Regions from separate parts of the Hordeum vulgare genome. Here region 2 is linked to region 1. A link is a contact called in public Hi-C data. All regions are on one chromosome and are shown on one strand. The core of a region is the stretch at or near the end of the contact, and the rest is flanking DNA. Distances in the headings are between cores, read along the strand shown.

Region 1 (6,649 bases), core at 2,089-4,588:
AAAATATTTATATTTAGGAACGAAGGGAATAGGAAACATGCCCATAAGTCCGTGCCGTGCCCGTGCCCCATGCACGGCAACCTATATACTACTGTATAAGTTTTCTGAGGAATTGCCGTACGTACGTTGCATCAGAAGTTAATCGAACAGTATAGGCGTTGAGCTACAAAACAAAAACACTTGCATTGATGCTGGAACGTACGTGTCAGGTTCCCCTATCTGCGGTACTTGTCCATCTTCCGTAATGGTTTAAGATGAGTTTGTTCTACTAAGCAACCCCACAGCCAACCGCAACCCGTCTTTTCCGTCTAGAACTATAGAGTACCACATATACTGCACTAGAATACGGACCCTCGCATTGTATTTTCGGTAGAAAATGAATATGCGTCGAATTTTGTACGAAGGTCTTGATTGCAGCAAAGTACTCCTACCGCATCCTCTTCAATATCGAATCGGACGCTCTTAAAACATCTACAGCCGGACGCTTCAAACAACCCTTCATATGTTACGGACGCGTCCAATTAATGATAAGAAAAAAAAGAAAAAGAATCAAGAAATGATCTAACCGGACCCATATCATTCTTATACGTTCAGGTCATCTTAAATATAAGAAGGATATGAGAGTTCACGGACGTGTTTGGGCGTGTCCGATCAGTTCGTCACGTAGGATGCGACCCTATCCGGACCATCTTTTCCTTTTTTATTTCTTCTTTTCTTTCTCTTTCTTTCTCTTCACCAATCGTAAGCAAGTGATCGGACATTTGAGGAAGAAATGAGGATTGTGGCTACGCGGATGGACAAATAAGGGACACGCCCGACCACTCACCGGGCGCGTTCGCGGACATTTAGAGAAACTTCAACGGGTCGAACCAAACGAACGACGATTTTGTCCGTTTTTCGTCCGTTTGGGTCGTCCGCCAGCCTGTCCGTGTTCGTTTTTTTAAATGAGTCAACATATGCATCCAACGGAAAGCAAGTGAGCAGCAGTACTGTGGCAATAAAATAATAGTTTCAGAATAGCATGAGGCCAGCAAATTAAATAAGCAGGCAGACGTGGGTGGGTGACTGTGTGACAAGTGGGTCAGGTTGACCACATGCGGACACCGAGAGGGGGTGCGCGCGCCGTCTTTGCATCCACGCTAATCCATTTTAGTCCTAAATTTAAGCCGAAAATGGGTGGGCGTGGAGGCGAAGCGGACGCGTTTTAACAATGAGTCCGCATGCTGGACCATCACTTTTATCCATTCGAACCCAAACGAACGGAGGCAGACGAAATAGGTCGCTATGTTGGAGTTGTTTTTATGGTGCATATTTGCTATGTCCGGCTGTATTACACTGCAGCCATACAGACTGCTTCAGACATGGTTTGATTCGAGCTCCACTACTGAATGTAAGCTATGTATATATGAATGTATGATTATAAAAGCATCCGCGTTTGTACTATGCTATAAAAAGGATATCACTAGTTTCAGAATAGCATGAGTAATAAGAAATGGAAAAGGACAGAAAAGAAAAGGGTCCCTTCATTCATTCCTTACTTGAGTTTGGCTGGCTCAGTTGAATGCCCAGAACGCAACGCAAGTTCTCCTTTCCTTTCTTGCGAGAGACGCACCGGCTTTTGCAGTCCACGGCCCGCATCGATTCCGTGTGTCTCCCCCACGGAAATATTTCAGTTCACGTCGACCTGCACATGCATGCAGATCCATGCGCGGCGTGCAGGTCTGACGAGGAGGTGCTGTTTCCCGCACAAGCGCAGGCCTGGCTTGTCTTGTCGCCTTGCAAGAGAAAGCCGCAGGGATCACGCGGCCTCCGATCCTCAAGTCCTGATTCTTCTGCCGCATGGCATGCCGAGGTGCAGTGAAGGTGACCGACCAGGGAGACATGCACCGAAAGGCTCTTTGGTTTCAGTTCAAAAAGTCAGGCGAGAACGAGAGGAGAGAAGAGGCAAGTGGAGTGACGCCATCGCGGCAGAGGATAGGAGGGGTTTGAAGAGGAGACATGCAGAGGTAGACGATGACCAGAAGAGGAGATGGGCGGTTCCGTGACTCGACACAGGCATCAGATATGGGGTATAGCTTTCTTTGCGTGTGGTCAAAAATGTATATACCTTTTGTGGTTGATGACGGAAGAATGACTGAATACGGGGGCAGTAAATCGGCATCCTTTTTTACTGGTCAAATCTTGATGGTGTCACGGCTGCTGCTGCTGCTGGGAAGTACCACAGTAGTACCATCTCCTCCCATGCTGTTGTTGCTCTCACATGTACGCCAATGTAATAAGCAGAAACAGTCTAAAGTAGGCACGCCTTCGTATACACAACTCCTCCACTTCTGAATACTCTTTCCTCTGCAGCGCAGCGTAGCAGAACAGGAGGAGCAGGAAATCTCTGATCAAGCTAGGCACCTTCATAATTTAGTAAGGCAAGGAAAAGAGATGATGCCCATGTCCTGCGTTGATGTGTGATGCTGCAACATTTCAAGTTTGAATCTCTTGACACAACCAACCACCACAATTGTTGACAGGATGCTACCGCGAAAAGGTGTCCCTTCCTTTCAAAGCTATATGAAGCTCCATCTGTAGTATCACCTGACATTTTTCTAACTAGTAACAGCAAGTACTTGATAAAAAACATAACTGCTATTTGTAATAGCCAACAAACAACATGGGTGTGTGTCAAGCTGGGTTAGGGAGAGCTAACACAAGAAAAGAAAGGGTATTGAATGAAACCCACTGTGGCTGTACAACATCGTCCTAACTCCTAATATCTATTAACAAATCCGTGATATAGTTGCCACCTTTGTCCTGCAGGGTTGCAATTAACTTGCAACCCCACATCTAGCATGTTTCAAGAAAGAAAAGAGAAGAAAAGATGAAACTATGTATGTAGGAGTTGGTTCGATGTTCGTGTCCATGTTAAGCTCTCGATGTGTAGACTTTGAAGGGTGATCGACTAGTCGGCGTCGAGGAAAACAATGGCGCTATACGTCATCAATAATTCAGAAAAAGATAAGATAAAGCCGAGTCCATACTCTTCCTGGAAAGATAAGAATAAGCACATATTACCTATAACTTCACTGGAAACAGTTAAGGTAGGACACACTAGGAAAAACCTCAAAGTTGAACTGAACTGAATGGAGTACTACTATATTTGCCCTCTTGTGTTTATATGGTAATGGTATGTACAAAACATCCTGCTTTATGTTTTGCAATGGTTACTCACACCCACCGGCCACCAGATCATGTTGCCCTTTCTTCATCATCACCATCACTATGGCGGTACCAAGTTAGGTCTAGATTACATGGACCGGTAGCTAATTTCTTGGGCATCTATATTGGTCCAGCTACAGTTTGGGTACTAGGAATGGGACATGGGTTGTGATGCCTACTTCCCAATAAGGAATGCATTAACGTCTAAGCTGACATCCAGCTAGATTTTCCTCAACAAACTCTTATAGCCATACGTTGAGCATCTTCCAAATGTGGAGTTTATGGCCACACTCAAACTCCCACTGTTCCACACTTGGTATGTCCTAACTACCAACAATAATTAAGAAAAGGCCGTATAAGCCGTCCGAGTTGTGTTGTATTTGCGAAATTACCGCGTTGAAACAAACAAATTTTGTGCATGGAACAAGTATTTCACAAAGTGAGTGAGTATTGCTTCCTAAGAAACAAATGGATGTTTTGTGTCTTTTTTCAGGTCTATTTTTTTAGGTTTATTAGAGCATCTATAGCCGGACCCCATACCCCCTTAAACGTTCGTGCAGACCGTCCGTTCACTCACCGGTCATAAAATTTCGACCCAGCCGGATCTTCCAAATCGGCATCAAACGTCCGGGCTGACAGGCACCCCTCATATCTAGTCCGAATATGGGGCGGATATGGGGACGCCCGGGCATGCCCGCACTAGCCCGCATCGATCCCACATATATTTATCCCCATCTGCTCATTGGACCAAATCCTAGCCACTTCACTCCACTACCCTGCACTCCCATCCGTCACCCTAGCTCTACTCAGGCGATCTCCGGCCTTCTCCGACATGGAGGGCAGTGGATCTGACTCCGATCAGTACGGATCATCGACTAGGAGGTCATCCCGTGTGGATTGGAGGAGGCAAGGACGGCCCGCATTGCACTCCGCTGCTCCCAAGAGGATATCGCCCAACCGACGGCAGGATCTATCCGCTGCGACTCCATAGCGTCCGCTCAAAGGGGCGCTCGGTTCCTGTGGGACAGGAACATCGCGGTCTCGTCGGGCGAAAAATCTCTCCTTCCCCTTCACCGATCCAGCAGATTTCGAGTCCCACCGGGATCGGGCCGCCATCCACGGGAAGGAGAGGATAAGGGCCGCCAAGGTCTGTCTAGCGAAGAAGATGGCGGCATCGGAGGCGGTTGATGCGGTTGCACAGACGGGGTTAAGGAGTAAGCCATCTGCGCCCGCATTTTGAAGAAACGACGACGAAGGAACACGCGGGCCCTCGCCCGTGAGCATAATGGGACGGTCCGTGAAATGGCCGGACTACCATTAAAGGAGGAGAAGGAGTTGAGTGACGGCGAGGACAGCTCCAGCGACGAGCAGATCCGGCTTGATCCGTACTGCGTCTATGACCAGTACTTCGGCGAGAAGGACGGCAAGGGCTCGGGAAAGGGCAAGGGTAGTCGTGGCTGATCTCCACCATAGCCAAGCATGCCTAATATAGATAGTCCGATGGCATATTAGTATTAATGGAGTAGTCAGACGATGTGTGTAGTGCACCGACGTAGTAGTTGCCTGGTTTGTATGGATCTGAGACATGATATTTGAGGTGTTCGGTTGTAGAATGGATTGTTTGAGCCGTGACCAGTCAGTACCCGCGAAAACGCCGTGGCGCGTCCGTGGGAATATGAGGGCCCATATTAGCAAGTTCCGATCATAGATGCTCTTATTCACAAATCTGAAATGAAACTTATCACTTCTTTTTTTGTCGATTTTTGAGGCTAGGTAGCCTATCGAGATCGTAGACACGCTTTTCATGTCAATGATGTTGGAAATATGTCCTAGAGACAATAATGTTATTATTATATTTCGTTGTTCAAGATAATCGTTTATTATCCATGCTAGAATTATATTGAATGGAAACTCAAATAAATGTGTGCATACATAGACAACACACTCTCCCTGGTAAGCCTTTATTGGACTAGCACTACTAGAAAACATGGCTTTCGTCCACACGAGATAAGAGCTTTAATCCCGGTTCTGTTACAAACCGGGACCAATGGGTGCATCAATCCCGGTTCGTGAGGACAGGGTGCCGCTCGGTCCAGGGTCCCAGTTTGTTTGACCCCTTTGGTCCCAGTTCCAGACATGAACCAGGACCAATGGTCCTCGCTCTGCAGCACCTTTAGTCCCAGTTGGCGGCTGGAAGTGGGACTAAAGGTCAGTCTTTTGTCCCTTTTCTGGCCCTCAACCGGGACCAAAGAGATGCCAATATATACCCTCTCCTCTGTTTTTCGGCTGTGTGAGGTGTGCATGTCATGCTCTTGCCACCGTTTTATGCATGCACATGAGGTGTTCCATGAAATGGCAGAGCCACACTTAAGCTTTGTCCTCTCCAAGCTCCATTTTCCTCAAGATTTGTCTACATTTGGCAGTGCACCAACTACACAAGTGTTCTAAAAGGTTAGCTACTTCATCCTTTCATCTCCAACTGCTAGTTCAACTCATTTCAAATGCTCTAGAAGTAAAGTGGTTTGTGAGTTTTAGTATAGGAGTGTATGTGGGAGTTCTTTTGATTTAGATGCACAATTTGAGCTCAAATTAACTTCTTAGAGTGTGCACATGTGTAGGGTGTCATCCCGTCCCCGTCCTCACCGTCATCGATCGCCCGCGTCGATCTCGTTAGCGGCACCACCGTGGTGAGCCTCTTGTTCTTATCTTTTTTTTAAAAAAAAAATCTTACTTGTATGATTTAGATAGATACTTATATAAATTTCTTACTTTTATTATTGTTTGTTATTATATAGTGCAATGGTTTTGGCATCTACCCAGGTCGTCCCTCTTCCGGCCTATGATTCGAACGTGGTATATTTTCTTTTCGGGGTATTTAATTTAGTGCCCTTGGTTCCTTAGTTGTGCTGAGTTTTCCCCACGCTCCAAACTTGTGCTCACTTTTCCCCACTTCCTTAGTTGAAACTCTCACAAATTCTCATAGCAGACGTTTATCGTCTTGACCGTTAACTTTGACGAGTGGGGCCACGTTGGTCTCTGGAGGGGGGCTTTGGACTCTGTTGGTTGTCGCTATGTGGCTTTGCTGGTTGGGCCGTGTTTGTGTTTGTGGACTACCCCGGTAATAGAATAAATAGGCCTACTATGGAGGACGTTGCGGTGGATAGCCCTTTATCCATGCCCGGCTTTGGGATCGATGCAGCCTGCTATGCATGCATCGACCTGCTCGCGTGCATGCATGTTGGCACGCACGCATCGTTGGATCCCTGCCACACGATTGTCGCTCGATCCAGTCGCTCCGGAGGCGTCGATCCAGCCGCCCACTGTGCCGGAGATGCGTTACCCCGCCTTCGTCGTCGTCGAGCGCTCGCTCCGCGTGTGGTCGATCTCACGTTGGAGGAGTTCTCGTGAGCTTGCCGGGTCGTTCCTTCGTACGGGCTTTAGC
Region 2 (6,649 bases), core at 2,897-5,396, 130 kb before region 1:
TGCGTGAAATGTGAGTCCATATACGGGGCTAACTGCGTCCAATAGTACGCATGAGGCACATGGTCCACAACTGAGCCGACCCACAAGTAGGCACCGAAGTGGGATGTGTTTGTAGTAAATTAGTACAAATTTTATACTAGATCACTGACACTTATTTTTGGACAGAGGAAGTATTTAGTAACTCGTTCCAATGTTAAATGTGAAACATTTGTAGTTTTGAATATTTACTGAAAATATGAACAATTTTTAAATAATGTTTTTTTAAGAGCCGAACAATATTATAAAAAATGTGAACTTCTTTTATAAACAGGAACAATTTGGGCAAACGTGAATATTTTATATCCCAGACGAATTTCCAAAATTCCAAACAATTATATTAAAACAGCATTTTTTTTATGAAACACATGAACATTGTTTGAATTTGTGAACAATTAGTTTAAAAACGAAGATGCTTTGATTTTCTTTAAACATGTCAATTTTAAACACTAAATTCACGAATTTGTGAGCACCATTATTTTTTTTTCGAACTATTGTTTTACATGCAAATAATCTTTTAAACTTGCAAATAATATTTGAAAAACACAATCAAGGTTTGAAATTTTGAACTATTCTTCGAAAACATGAAAAATATTTCATATATTAAGCAGGTATAATAAATTTGAATTATTTTGGAAATTGTGAATTTATGGAGAAATGAAATAAAAAAGAACACACAAAAACGAGGATTCAGTTTCTGAAAAAAAACATTGAAAACATATAAAAAAAGAAATGAAGAGAACAAAGAAAAATGGAGCCTAACTAGTTTTTATATTTTTTCTGAAGTTTGCTTGGTGCTCGTTCTTTGCAAAGCAGGGGTGTTTTGCTCGCAAGCCCTATATCTCGATTATAGCAATACTAAGGGGAGCTCCTACCTGCCGATCATTGCGGCATGGAGCCCCGGTGCCGCACAGGGGGGCGCCTTAAATGGGCCGGCTCAGTTATGTTCCTTTCTCTTCTTCTTTTTTTATTTTCTGCAAAAACATTTTTCGAATTTGAAAAACAATTTTAAAAAAACGTGAATAAATTTGGAAGCACGAACATTTCTTGAATCTTTAGAACAAAATTTTAAAAAGGAGAATAATTATGAAAAATCCCGAAATAAATTTCGAAGCGCGAATAAATTTGTAAACACGAACATTGTTTTTTTTGAAAACAAAATTTTGAAACGAGGTCAATTTTATAAAAATGTGAACAAATTTGGAAGCGCTAACAATTTTGTAAAATACGAACATTTTTTGAATCTTGAGAATAAAATTTTGAAAATGAGAACAATTCTGAAAAACTTTGAACAAATTAGAAAGCTTGAATAAATTTTTAAAGCACAAATATTTTTTGAATTTTCAGAACAAATTTTGAAACCGAGAACAATTTAAGAAAATATGAACAAATTTGGGAGCGCAAACAATTTTTTCAAGCATGAATATTGTTTGAATCTTGAGAACAAAATTTTAAAAAGCAGACCAATTTTGAGAAAGCCCGAACAAATTTAAAATCCCAAATAAATTGTTAAAGCACAAACATTTTTCTAATTTTGAGGACAAATTATAAAACCGAGAACAATTTTGAAAAAACGTGAACAAATTTCGAAGCACGACCAATTTCTTAAAACGCGAACATTTTTAGAATCTTGAGAAAAAAATCTTGAAAAGAGAAGAATTTTGAAAAAAAGGACCAAATTTGAAAGCGCGAACACATTTTTAAAGCACGAATATTTTTTGAATGTTGAGACAAATTTGAAAACCGAGAACTTTTTTGAAAAATCGTGAACCAATTTGGAAGCGCGAGCATTTTTTGAAGTCACAAACATTTTTTCAATCTTGAGAACAAAATTTGAAACTGAGTTCAAATTTGAATACCACCAAACAAATTGAAAAGCATAAACATATTTTTAAAGCATGAACTTTTTTGATTTTTTAAAACAAAATTTGAAACTGGAAACATTTCCGGAAAATCCTGAAAAAATTGAAAGCGCGAACAATTTTTTAATGCCTGAACATTTTTTGAATCTTAAAAACGTTTTTTGAAACTGAGAACTAGTTTGAATCTGAAAATCTAGTTTGCAAACCGAGAACAGTTTTTGAAAAATAAAGAACATTTTTTTGATTGTCAACGGAAAAGAAAAGGAATAAAAAGAATAAAGAAAAATGAAAAAGAAAAAACTGGTTCAGGAAACTTTCTAGAAGTTTACCAAAGCCGAGAAAAACCGGCCGGAAGGTTTCCAAAAGCGGCCACGGTAGCTCCATTACCAGGGCCAGCCCGATCCCCAGCTCTGTACGAAGCCTTGACATCGTTTTGCACAGAGCGAGAAATAGGATTTTCCAAGACTAAGGTCTGTCTGGCCTAACGTTTTTTTATTTTGAGTATGGGCAATTCTGAACCAGCATGTTATCGGCTTAACGTGCGTCCACTCGCGCTCATGTGTGTGGTATCTTTTTTCCTTTATTCGTTTATTCCTTCAGGTTCTTTTCATCTTCCCGGGTTTCTTCGCATGCTTGTTTTTTCCTTTGTTTTTCATCATTCTCTTCATTTTACCCACTGATTTAGTGTTATATTTTTATTTATTTCGTCTTTAATTTTTTTGTTTCTTTGTCGGTTTCCATTTTTTGTCCTGGTCTTCGCTGGTTTTATTTATTATTTTCTTGGTTTACTTTTTTTCTTCCCTGCTTTCAATTTTTATTCGTCATGCTTCATTTTTTCCTTTTTCTTGCTTTTGTTCATTTTCTTTTTCTTTCTTCGTTGGTTTTTATTATCATTTGGCTTTTGTTCAACACATGCCTTTTTTTTTCAGTGGTGAGTGTACATTTTTAGCATACACGTGAAACAGCTTTGTGATATGTTTTGGTAAATTTATCAAATACATGATATATACTTTTTGAATGCTTTATTGAATACATGGTTAACGTTTTCTTCAATATATGTTTTTATTGCTTATTTCTTCTATTCATTTTTTCATGTACAAAACGAATATTTTTAAAATTTTGAAATACATTTAGATATATGATCAAAATTGTGTATACATACTGTATACCTTTTGTATAAATGAGAAACATTTTTTATAAAATTTTTACATTTTTAAAAAGTTTGTCATACATTTTTCACAAGCTTATCATATATTTTTCAAACACTTTATCAACATTTATTTCGACGTGCTTGATTGATATTTTTCAATTATGCCATCAACTTTTTCATAGACACTGTATATATTTTGCAATCATTTTTCGTATAATGAGAAACATTTGTGTTTTTACATATTTAACATGTTCAAATATTTTATTAACATTCCCAAATCTTTACCTAATAATAAAGAGGCTATCGCTTCTGTCGGAAAACCCACCGGGACATTTTTACAAAAAAGCCCTCCTCTTTTCTGGTAATGGAACCCGCAGTCCTTCCCTCCCCGTTTCATTTTTGGTCAGTGTTTTCATATCCACACGCACCCGCGGCTGGCAGCTCAACGGAGAGGTGACCATGCGACGCCGGGATCCTCCCTCCGGCCTAGTCCTTCACCGCGGGTAGCACCGCGGGATCCTCTATCCGGCGATCCTTCGCGTCGCTGCGCCTCTTGTCGTCGGCGTCCCGCCGCAGCAGCCAAGCAAATGACGAGGTGGCGCGGACGGCCTCCTCCATCCCAGGCGGCCCTCTCCGGCAAGGTGAGCCCTGGAATGGGGCGAAGAAGGCGGTCGGACCGCCGTGAAGTGAGCTCGGGAATTTGGCGCTGGCGTGCTTTTGCGCGAGAGGGCCTCTCCTAACCCCATTGAACAAGGTATGCCTGTGCTAGAAATAGGATTCACCACAAATTAAAATAGCCCCACCTTGCCTTTTTTATCAAATTACACCAATTTATATACAAGTGCGAGTTGGCTGGAAATCAGCAAGCTGACTAGAGAATCAACAAACAGATGCATAAATTAAATTATGGGGAATGTTGTGAGCGAGTAAAAGAGAAAAATAAGACACCAAATTGGTGTGCTGCTGGCTACAAATCAGCAAACAGAGGGAGCAGAGGCTGAAAGAAGAGCACCGGAGTAAGATCCATCCATGGCAGGCCGGCCATCGAGTGGCCGTCGGTGCTGGAGCGACGACGGCCTTGAGCGGGCCGGAGCCAGCACCCAAGAAAGATCCATGGTGGGCCGGCCGTTGGTGCTGGAGCGATGGCGGTCTCTAGCGGGCCGACTGCAGCGTGAGGATCCCGACGGCGGCCTCAAGCTAGCCGGAGCAACGTGTCTCTTCTGCGAGACTAGCGGGAGGTCGGGATGTGAATATCGCGGTAGAGAAACCGAAGCGACGGGAAGTTGATCTCGCGTGTTGATGGACGCAGCGAGGTGGCTGGTCTCTTCTAGACGTGTTGGCCTTTTCCATCATGGATAGATAAATTCAGTGCAGCCGTGCACATAAATGGATGTGGTATACGTTTGTTCTCTCAACTGCTTTCTGTATTAAGGTTCAACTTGACAATCTAAAATAATAATTTTACTGTGTTTCTGTCCAGTAAACGTGAATGGAGCAACAGACTAAGTAGAGATGCAATTGCAATGGAGAACTCTATATAGTATATCGCAACATAACAGAAACTTAGAACATATATACGACAAGGAGTACACGGTCAACGCACACGACTGAAGCATACATGCATGGACATCGGACGAATTATACCACACTTTTATTGTCTCACGTCCGTAACTCAAAATAAATAATAAATATAGGATATTTTTATTATGAGTATGGTAGTCTAAATATAAAGTTGTTCACCCGATTAGGGTCCCAAAGAATCCTATTATTAATTGATTCATCATTTTTTTCATCATCACATTTATCATCCAAATGCCCAACCTAATTAATGATAACTGAGTTTTGCTTCGCAGCAAAGCTTGTCATTTTTTTCTCTCGATACAACGCACGAACATATTTGCTAGTGTTTATAATTTTTGTAATATACATTGTAATTGTTTTTTAAATATAAATATAAAATGTTTGAAAATATAAACAAGAGTAACAAAAACAAGACAAAATATTATAAAAAAGAAAACAGTTGAGGCTGCGGCCTCCCGCATGCCTGGGCTGGCTCATCTCGCACTCGCCTTCATGCGAGGTTGCCCTACATCTTGCTGTAAAGCAGACATAGGGGCGCCCCATTTTGCCGGGATTAGTAGACTATAGAAAATTCCGCATTCTCTTCATTTCTTTCATTTATTTTTCCATTTTCCTTGTTTATGAAACATTTATTTATTGAATTTATTAAAATGTTCACAAATTTGAAAATAAACAAATAAATAAAATTGTATTCAGGAGACATTGAAATGTTCATGAGTTCTTTAGAATATACATTATTTATTTAAAATATTCACGAGTTGTAAGTAATATACTTATTTTATAAGGTGCTAATGATATTTCTAAAAAAGGAATACGAAGGACACAACTACAACTTATAAAAATAAACATAAAATTCGTTAATAAGAATTCTCTATTATTTAAAATGAATATGAGTTTATGTTGTCTGCTTGTGCTTTGTCCAACCTTCAATACAATCCTATCCCTCTTGCTTATTTTTTGTATTTTTTTCATCTCAGGGTTTTTCTTCAATTTTACTTGAAAACCGCGTAGACTACCCCACCTCTTATTGAGTTTGAAAATAAAATTATGCTTTCTTACGTATATAGTAAATGCTTACCAATTTTCTTTCCGGGGATACCATTTAAAGGTTTACCAATAAAATTTTATTTTCTTACACAATCACACTACGCACATATAAATCACTAGCTAACCTACTAAAATATTTATAAACCATTACAACACATTGACAACCATCTAGTGAAACAAGAAAAAGAAAAACCTTAAGAACAACTCTAGCAGATGCGCTATATTACCATCCCGTAAAATCTTTGATGCGCCCGACTGAACACATAACGCAAAAGCATATTGTAAATTTAAAAACATAGATAAAACACAGTTCCCGCTACCATGTTTATCACAACACACTGGAGTTGATACATAAATGAAACACATAGATAAAACTTAGATCTAGTTGCGGGAGAGGAGCGGTGGCTCCGTACTTGACGCCGAGAAAGGATGCCGCCGCCGACTTGCGGCAAGCATGGGTGTAGACGGTGCTCCTCCTCCTTTGCGGCAAGCCTGTCCACCGCCCACCGTCACCGGTGAGGCCGCTGCCCTCCCTGTTGAGTATATGTATTATGTGGATATTATGTATTTGACCCATCTTCTAGTTTATATGGTTGAGGTCGTGATCCACCTTATACATCATATATACATGCGATCTTGTCTGAATTCTGAGCTTGCTTGGACCGCCAAGTTTCGTCTGAATTTATCAGCAAAAACTTTTGATCCTACTTTTTTTGCCCTTCCGGACTGAATTCTATCAGTTAAGTGCTCAACGGAAATATCAAGCCACGCTGCAAAAAGAAAAAAACCCGGAAATATAATGTCTTTCAAAAAGGAAAAGGAAGGGATGCGAGTAGTGGCACTTACAGAAGACGTACTCGTCGAGAATAGTTTCAGATACTTGCTTGAGCTTTGCTGTTCCCGACAACAGTCCCGAACAGTGGCACAACCGAATCCAATCGAGCCCGAAACGTCGCGTCTCGCAAGCAGTAGC

Evidence for each region. Hi-C and Micro-C count contacts between places; a contact is called where the count stands out from the background.
Region 2: a Hi-C map of leaf shows a contact between it and region 1, with 6 times the contacts expected there. The contact joins two enhancer-like sites. A contact is called at or near these places in 3 of 6 Hi-C or Micro-C datasets (leaf and seedling).

What each region holds. Positions count from the first base shown.
Region 1 is chr2H:635,569,055-635,575,703 of MorexV3_pseudomolecules_assembly, reverse strand. No RefSeq gene overlaps it. Among protein-coding and RNA genes, the nearest start is that of LOC123431040, 75 kb to the left of the region's middle. Within about 2 kb of position 3,338, at least 2 of the 3 cell types and tissues checked have open chromatin away from gene starts, as enhancers often do. A contact at or near this core is called in leaf, where this site is marked.
Region 2 is chr2H:635,704,263-635,710,911 of MorexV3_pseudomolecules_assembly, reverse strand. No RefSeq gene overlaps it. Among protein-coding and RNA genes, the nearest start is that of LOC123428150, 18 kb to the left of the region's middle. Within about 2 kb of position 4,146, at least 3 of the 3 cell types and tissues checked have open chromatin away from gene starts, as enhancers often do. A contact at or near this core is called in leaf, where this site is marked.